Regions from separate parts of the Mus musculus genome. Here region 2 is linked to region 1. The links are chromatin contacts, called in public promoter capture Hi-C maps. All regions are on one chromosome and are shown on one strand. The core of a region is the stretch at or near the end of the contact, and the rest is flanking DNA. Distances in the headings are between cores, read along the strand shown.

Region 1 (2,950 bases), core at 237-2,736:
ACTGAAGACCTAGCAATTGATTTATGGTAAGGTAGAGGGCAAAGTAAAGGAGTTAGTTATAAAGTTTCTGAATGGGACACCTGGTAGATGGTATGCCAGAAAACACTGATTTTTGTGGACGGAGTATATGTCACAGGGTAAATGCCTGTGACGAGGACAGGTTTGCTGGGTGATATCCATTTGAACCAACAGGCAAATCTAACCAGATATTACAAGTAAATTTGTGCTAAGTGTGTTACTAAGGGATAATATCATAAGGGATAGGCTAGTGAACTCAAATCAGGCAAACCAACCAGGATTTTACTTAAAACACCAAAGCGGTCTGAGCCTGGTGTGACAACACATGCATATAACCCCAACAGAGAGGAGGTGGAGACAGAAAGAACTAGAGCCTAAATTCATTCATAACAAGTACAAGGCCACTGTGGGTGACATGAAATCCTGTTTGGGAGTGGTGATGGTAAGGAAGCCAGGTGTCCAATCTCCCAAATACCAGTACCTGAAAGGTGGAGGTAGAAGGATCAGCAGTTTAAGGATGGCTACAGGACAAGTTCTTGACCAGTCTGGGTTAACTACAAGAGATGTCTCAAAAACCAACCAATCAGCTGGAGAGATGGCTAAGCGGTTAAGAGCACTGACTGCTCTACCAGAGGTTCTGAGTTCAACTCCCAGCAACCACATGGTGGCTCACAACCATCTGTAATGGGATCTGACGCCCTCTTCTGGTGTGTCTGAAGACAGCAGCGATGCACTCACATATATAAAATATATAAACCTTAAAAAAACAAAAACAAAAACAAAAACCAACCAACCAACCAACAGGCAAATCTAACCAGATATTACAAGTAAATTTGAGAAAGGAAGATTGATAGACAATCAATCCAATCTAGAGCGTTCTGGTGCTGGCCTGTACTGTACTTCCACCACTTCAGAGGCAAGGGCTGGAGGATTTTGAGTTCAAAACCAGCTGACTGTCACAGGCTCCGCCACTAAAAGAAAACAAAACACCTTGCAACAAAACACCCTGCAGCTACAAACAGTCACTGGACTAAGTTGAGGAAGGTAAAAGGCAAATTAATAAAAGGTCCCTCGTTTCAAAGAGAGCCGGCTTAGGAGTGCTGAGTTGTGGTGAACGTCCTATCAATCCTGGGGGCCTAGCTCCCCGGCCCAGAGCCCCTGATCTGAGTCTGGTTATTAGCTCCCAGCACAGCTGCCCCACGCGGTGATCCGCGAGGGCCTCACTCCTAGCCCCCAAGTGTCCCACGCCTCCCGACCCTCAGTCCCGCGCTTCGGTCTTCCAATTGCCAGGGTCCCTACCGCTCTGCTTCTCCCACACCCCAAACTTCCCTCTCGCGCCCTGCCTTTACCGCTCCTCCAGAGTTGCGCGCTCTGCGCTTCGCCTCGCACCTCACCCCCGCCGCCGCCGCCCTGTCGCTCCCTCAGCGCAGCCGCCTAGCGGGTCGCTTTTCAGCAGCCGCTTGTTCCGCCCCCGCAGCGCATCCTCACCAATCAACGCTCACTTTGAAGTCTGACCAATCGCGCTCCTCCGCCGCAGCCAATCCTTCTGCGGACTGCCGTGAGCGACGTGGCTGGTGCGCGCTCAAGTCCAATTACCCGGATGAAAATCCAAGCCCGCCCACGTCCACAGCCAGTTAGAGCCCGGGGAAGCCGATGCTTTTAATGGAGCTCGCACCTGCTGAGAATTAAACAGCCAATTAGAGGCTTCTGGAGTCCTCGGTCCTCCTCTAGGAGGTTGTGCTGCTTTAAGCCGCGAGGGACTTTGGCGCTCCGAGGGTCGGGGGATTGGGTCACTCGTGGGTGTCCCGAGGCCTACGGAGTCATTCCGCGGCCAGCGGCCTTGGGGGAAGCCACCTCCTGATTGCGGCGCCACTTTATCTGTTAAGAATTTCTGCCTGGATGGACCCCCTACCCCCATCTTAGCCAGGGGACAGGAAAGCAACTATGTTAAAGGAGTGAAATGGGGGCGGGCGCTGCACACGCCACGTGGACCGAAAGTCACCGTGGCCACCACCTGGGTAAGGCAGCTATGGGAGGAGCGCGCCAGCAGGGGCCCCCTGCCTTGCCCCGGGGCCGTGGACCTGTGGAAGGGGGAGGATTTGGCAGGCAGCGGTTTGCTTGAAAAACTGAATTCCAGCCGCCGTCTGGGTCGTTCCCGAACCGTTAGGAACGGTTGGCCCTGCTACCACCTTCACTTTGAGGCGAGGGCACAGTCGCTCCGAGTCTCCAGGAGATGTTTTGTGCTGGCACATGATGAATACTCATTAAACATTTGTTGAGTGAACATAGCTAGCATTGTGTCTGACCCAGATGTCTTTGGGTCAATTTCCTATTATTATTATTATTACCACTACTACTGTTATATGTTGCTATGTTGTCCAGGCTGTTCTCAAATTTTGTTCCCTTAGGCTCTTGAGTAGCTGGGCTTGCAAACATGCTCGCCTTCTAGTCATCCAAAATATATATTTGGGTAAATAATACATGCACTTTCAAGAAGATTCACAAGTAACAAAAGGTTATTGAAGAAAATGTCCCTTCAGAGGCAACCAGTACAACCAGTTTCTTGGGAAATTTTTCATCCCACACTTAAAATACACGTAAATGTATTTTTGCACAGCTGAAAACATGCTATAGATATAATTTTATAACTTCCTTTTTATATATGTTAGTGTTTCAAAGCAACTACCTTTCTGACTCTTAGTTAAATCTCAAGATATGACAGGGATATAGAAGATGTATTTAACCAGAACTTTTAACATGTTTACTTTTAAGCATACTTCACTTTGCACTTTAATTTTTTTTTTTTTTTACTTATAAGACACAGTATCTCTATATAGTCGTGGATGGCTTGGAACTCTTTGGGTGGACCAGTTTTGTTTTGTTGTTTTGAGACAGGGTCTCTCTTTGTAGATGAGGCTGGAATCAAACTTAG
Region 2 (2,950 bases), core at 263-2,762, 170 kb before region 1:
ATGCAAACCTTTCTTTTTAACCTTCATATGTATGCTCTAACTGTAGTGACTTTGTGTCTCCATTCAGTATGTTTCAAAATCTCTTAATCCCCCTATTGCTTCTTCTGTCCCTTGTAATCTTAAAAACTCTCCATGGCCAGTAAACTCTTTCAGGGGCTTGTTTGTTTTTATAAATTATCTGCTTCTTTTAGGTTCATAATTTTTTACTTGTGTAACCTCATCTACCAAGCAGGGACTGGGCTAGTGCTGTAAAGCGTTAATAAGTTCTAGATGTAAAGACTTGGTACATAGTCATGTTGAGAAAGGTAGTTCTTGGTGCTTCTCCTCTTCTTCTGCTGGATGCCAAGAAGGAAGACTCCTGGCTCGTTATCTCCAGGTTATTTCTCCGGTTGGGGGGTTGTGTTAATATGTCACTTTGGGAGATGAAGTAATGTCCCCCTCAGGACAAAGAGCAAGTCTACTGTATTCCTTTGTACAGAATGGCAACCTTTCCAAGTTGTGTGTCTTAGGCTCTGATACCTTAGGGGAACATCACTCATCAGAGCTCTTTATCTACATGGTGCTTGGTGGGGAAGAACTGAGAATACCTGAGGAGGCTGATACTGTTTCCTTTGTCTTTGCTTTGTGGAATCTTGTGTATTCTACAACATCTACTAAACAGGAATGGATTAACTAGTGACCTTATCAGTAGGGGGAAATCAAATACCAAAGTGGAGCAGTGATGGCGTAGATTGCTATGTGCATTATTTCTGTCATTACTTGCTGTCACCAGGCACCCAGCTCTATCAAGTTTATATCCTGCCAGATCGCCAAAAACACCAACTGCATGCTTTCTAAGAATTCTCTTGTGCTATTGGAAGAAATGAAATAAACAAGATAAAAGCAACTTCAAAACTCTTGCTAAATTAAAATTATTGACCACTTTAATATCCAGTTCTAAATCATGGAAGCTGTTGTTTTCCTCCACACATGCTTTTTTGTATGTCTGTATATAGCCGTGAAGTTGCAATAACATGGAAAAGAAAGTTGCGCAAAAACAGCTGAGCTTTAAATGCTGTTACATAATTGCTGCTTGACTTTGGTAACACTAAAGTTCCGTATCCTAATACTTGAAATAAGGAACCGAATTCACGATCTGGTTGTATCACTTGATTGCTGGGGCTTTGTCCAACATGAATATACAAATGAATAACCGATTCAAGATTGCAATGAATCACCAACTAGTGGTCGGGCATAATCCCAGCAATCAGGAGGCAGAGGCAGGTGGATCTCTGAGTTTGAGGTCGGCCTGCTTTACAGAGCCAGTTCAGGACAGCAAGGGCTACAAAGGGAAACCCTGTCTCGAAAAAACAAAACAAAAAAAGATTCTCATCATCCAACCAAGGAAACTTAACCAGAGCCCAAAGCCCAATAAACCACAACTCCCAGAAGGCTTTGAGCCCGGATGCGTCATGCACCATTTGCAGAACTACATCTCCCAGGAGGCCCTGCAGCGCCCAACCGTCTGCTTCTCCCGCCTTGCTCCCTTTTCCTCACCCCCTCGCAGCGCGGTGGCCCACTAGCTCCAGCGGTCGGCGGAGCGGGCGCGCGCCGGGGTCGCGCGGCTGCCGGAGGGGGCGGGCGCGCGCCGGAGGAGTGGAGGCGTAGGGGGGCGGGGGACCGCTCGCTTGCTCGCAAGATGGCGGACGAGGACGGGGAAGGTATTCACCCCTCAGCCCCGCACCGGAATGGAGGCGGCGGCGGGGGGTCTGGGCTCCACTGCGCCGGGAACGGTGGCGGGGGAGGCGGCGGCCCGCGGGTCGTGCGCATTGTCAAGTCCGAATCCGGCTACGGCTTCAACGTGCGGGGCCAAGTGAGCGAGGGCGGGCAACTGCGGAGCATCAACGGGGAGCTGTACGCGCCGCTGCAGCATGTGAGCGCCGTGCTGCCCGGGGGGGCGGCCGACCGGGCCGGGGTGCGCAAAGGGGACCGCATCCTGGAGGTGTGAGTATCGCTGCCGCCACGCCCCGTCCTCCTATCCTTCGCCTGTCCTGGCCCCGCACCCTGTCACCCAGGCCGCACCTCTCTTAGCTCGAGAGCCTGCCGCGACCCTCGCCCCCCGCGGGCCTTCGCGGCCCGGCTTGGAGCCTCCTGCTTTCCTGGCGTCTCCAGTTTGTGCTCTCCCTGCTGCTCCCATGCCTTTGGCTGCTCTCAACCCGTTTGCCTTCTTCTATAGCATGCCTCTTTCTGCCCCTTACTGAGGGAGTCTCCTTTCGACCTAGCCAGTACTGTGTCCTCCCCAACTTTTCATCTTTAGCATCATAGTTTCCTGGTCGCTGCCACTCCCCTCAGACCTTGTGGACTGTCCCTTCTGCCCTCTAGACCTGATAGGACCTGTGGTCAGCTCATTTTCCTCTGGAGGCATCATTTCTCCCCACCTTAACCCTCCACCCACTTTCCTTAGTTATTCCCCGTTATGATAAAAGCACACCGACATTTTTGCATCCACCGTTTGGCCTTTTCTCCCCTCTTCTTCTTTGTAGTCACACCATCTCGAGTATACCTTATCACATGCGTTTTTGGGGGAGGGGTTGCAACCTGATTTTCAGGCTAGCTTCTCCATGGCTACATTGCTTTTGAGTACAGCCTTTTCTGGCTCCCCGACTTCCCACGTGCACCACTCCTCACACCTTGGAGTTCGGTTTAATAGTGCTCCTAGCTCCTGCTTCCCTCAGACTGCAGTCGACTTAGGTCTTTGCCCGCTCCGTTTTCCTCCTGCTCTGTGCTATTGCAATCCTACACTTTAAATTTCTCGACGTAGCTTTCCCTTCTCTTTTTAAGGCCCCTTCTGCTGTTGCAACCCACCTTCTGCTGCAGTCTTCCTTCATCGAACTTGTTCAGGCTCACTTGTCACCACCACATCCCTTAAAGCTCCAGAGATGTTGTCTTGGCAGTTTGAACGCAGACCTCC

The links. Promoter capture Hi-C pulls out the DNA fragments that hold promoters and counts their contacts.
Region 2: a contact with region 1 is called in a promoter capture Hi-C map of second pharyngeal arch cranial neural crest. The contact joins the promoter of Snx27 here to the promoter of Tdrkh in region 1. A contact is called at or near these places in 16 of 39 promoter capture datasets (the 3T3-L1 cell line, 3T3-L1-derived adipocytes, the C10 cell line and 10 more), 2 of 484 Hi-C or Micro-C datasets (CD4 T cells and regulatory T cells), 2 of 115 datasets of contacts at active chromatin or transcription factors (memory CD8 T cells and pancreatic cancer cells) and 3 of 9 other capture datasets (adipose tissue, liver and pancreatic islet).

Annotation. Positions count from the first base shown.
Region 1 is chr3:94,411,780-94,414,729 of GRCm38.p6, reverse strand. Tdrkh (tudor and KH domain containing protein) reads right to left here and starts at 1,486. Exons shown (of 14, transcript NM_001357711.1): 1 at 1,368-1,486. It overlaps 1700040D17Rik (RIKEN cDNA 1700040D17 gene), which reads left to right and starts at 1,775. Exons shown (of 2, transcript NR_152121.1): 1 at 1,775-2,036.
Region 2 is chr3:94,581,278-94,584,227 of GRCm38.p6, reverse strand. Snx27 (sorting nexin family member 27) reads left to right here and starts at 1,512. Exons shown (of 12, transcript NM_001082484.2): 1 at 1,512-1,983. The coding sequence starts at 1,679.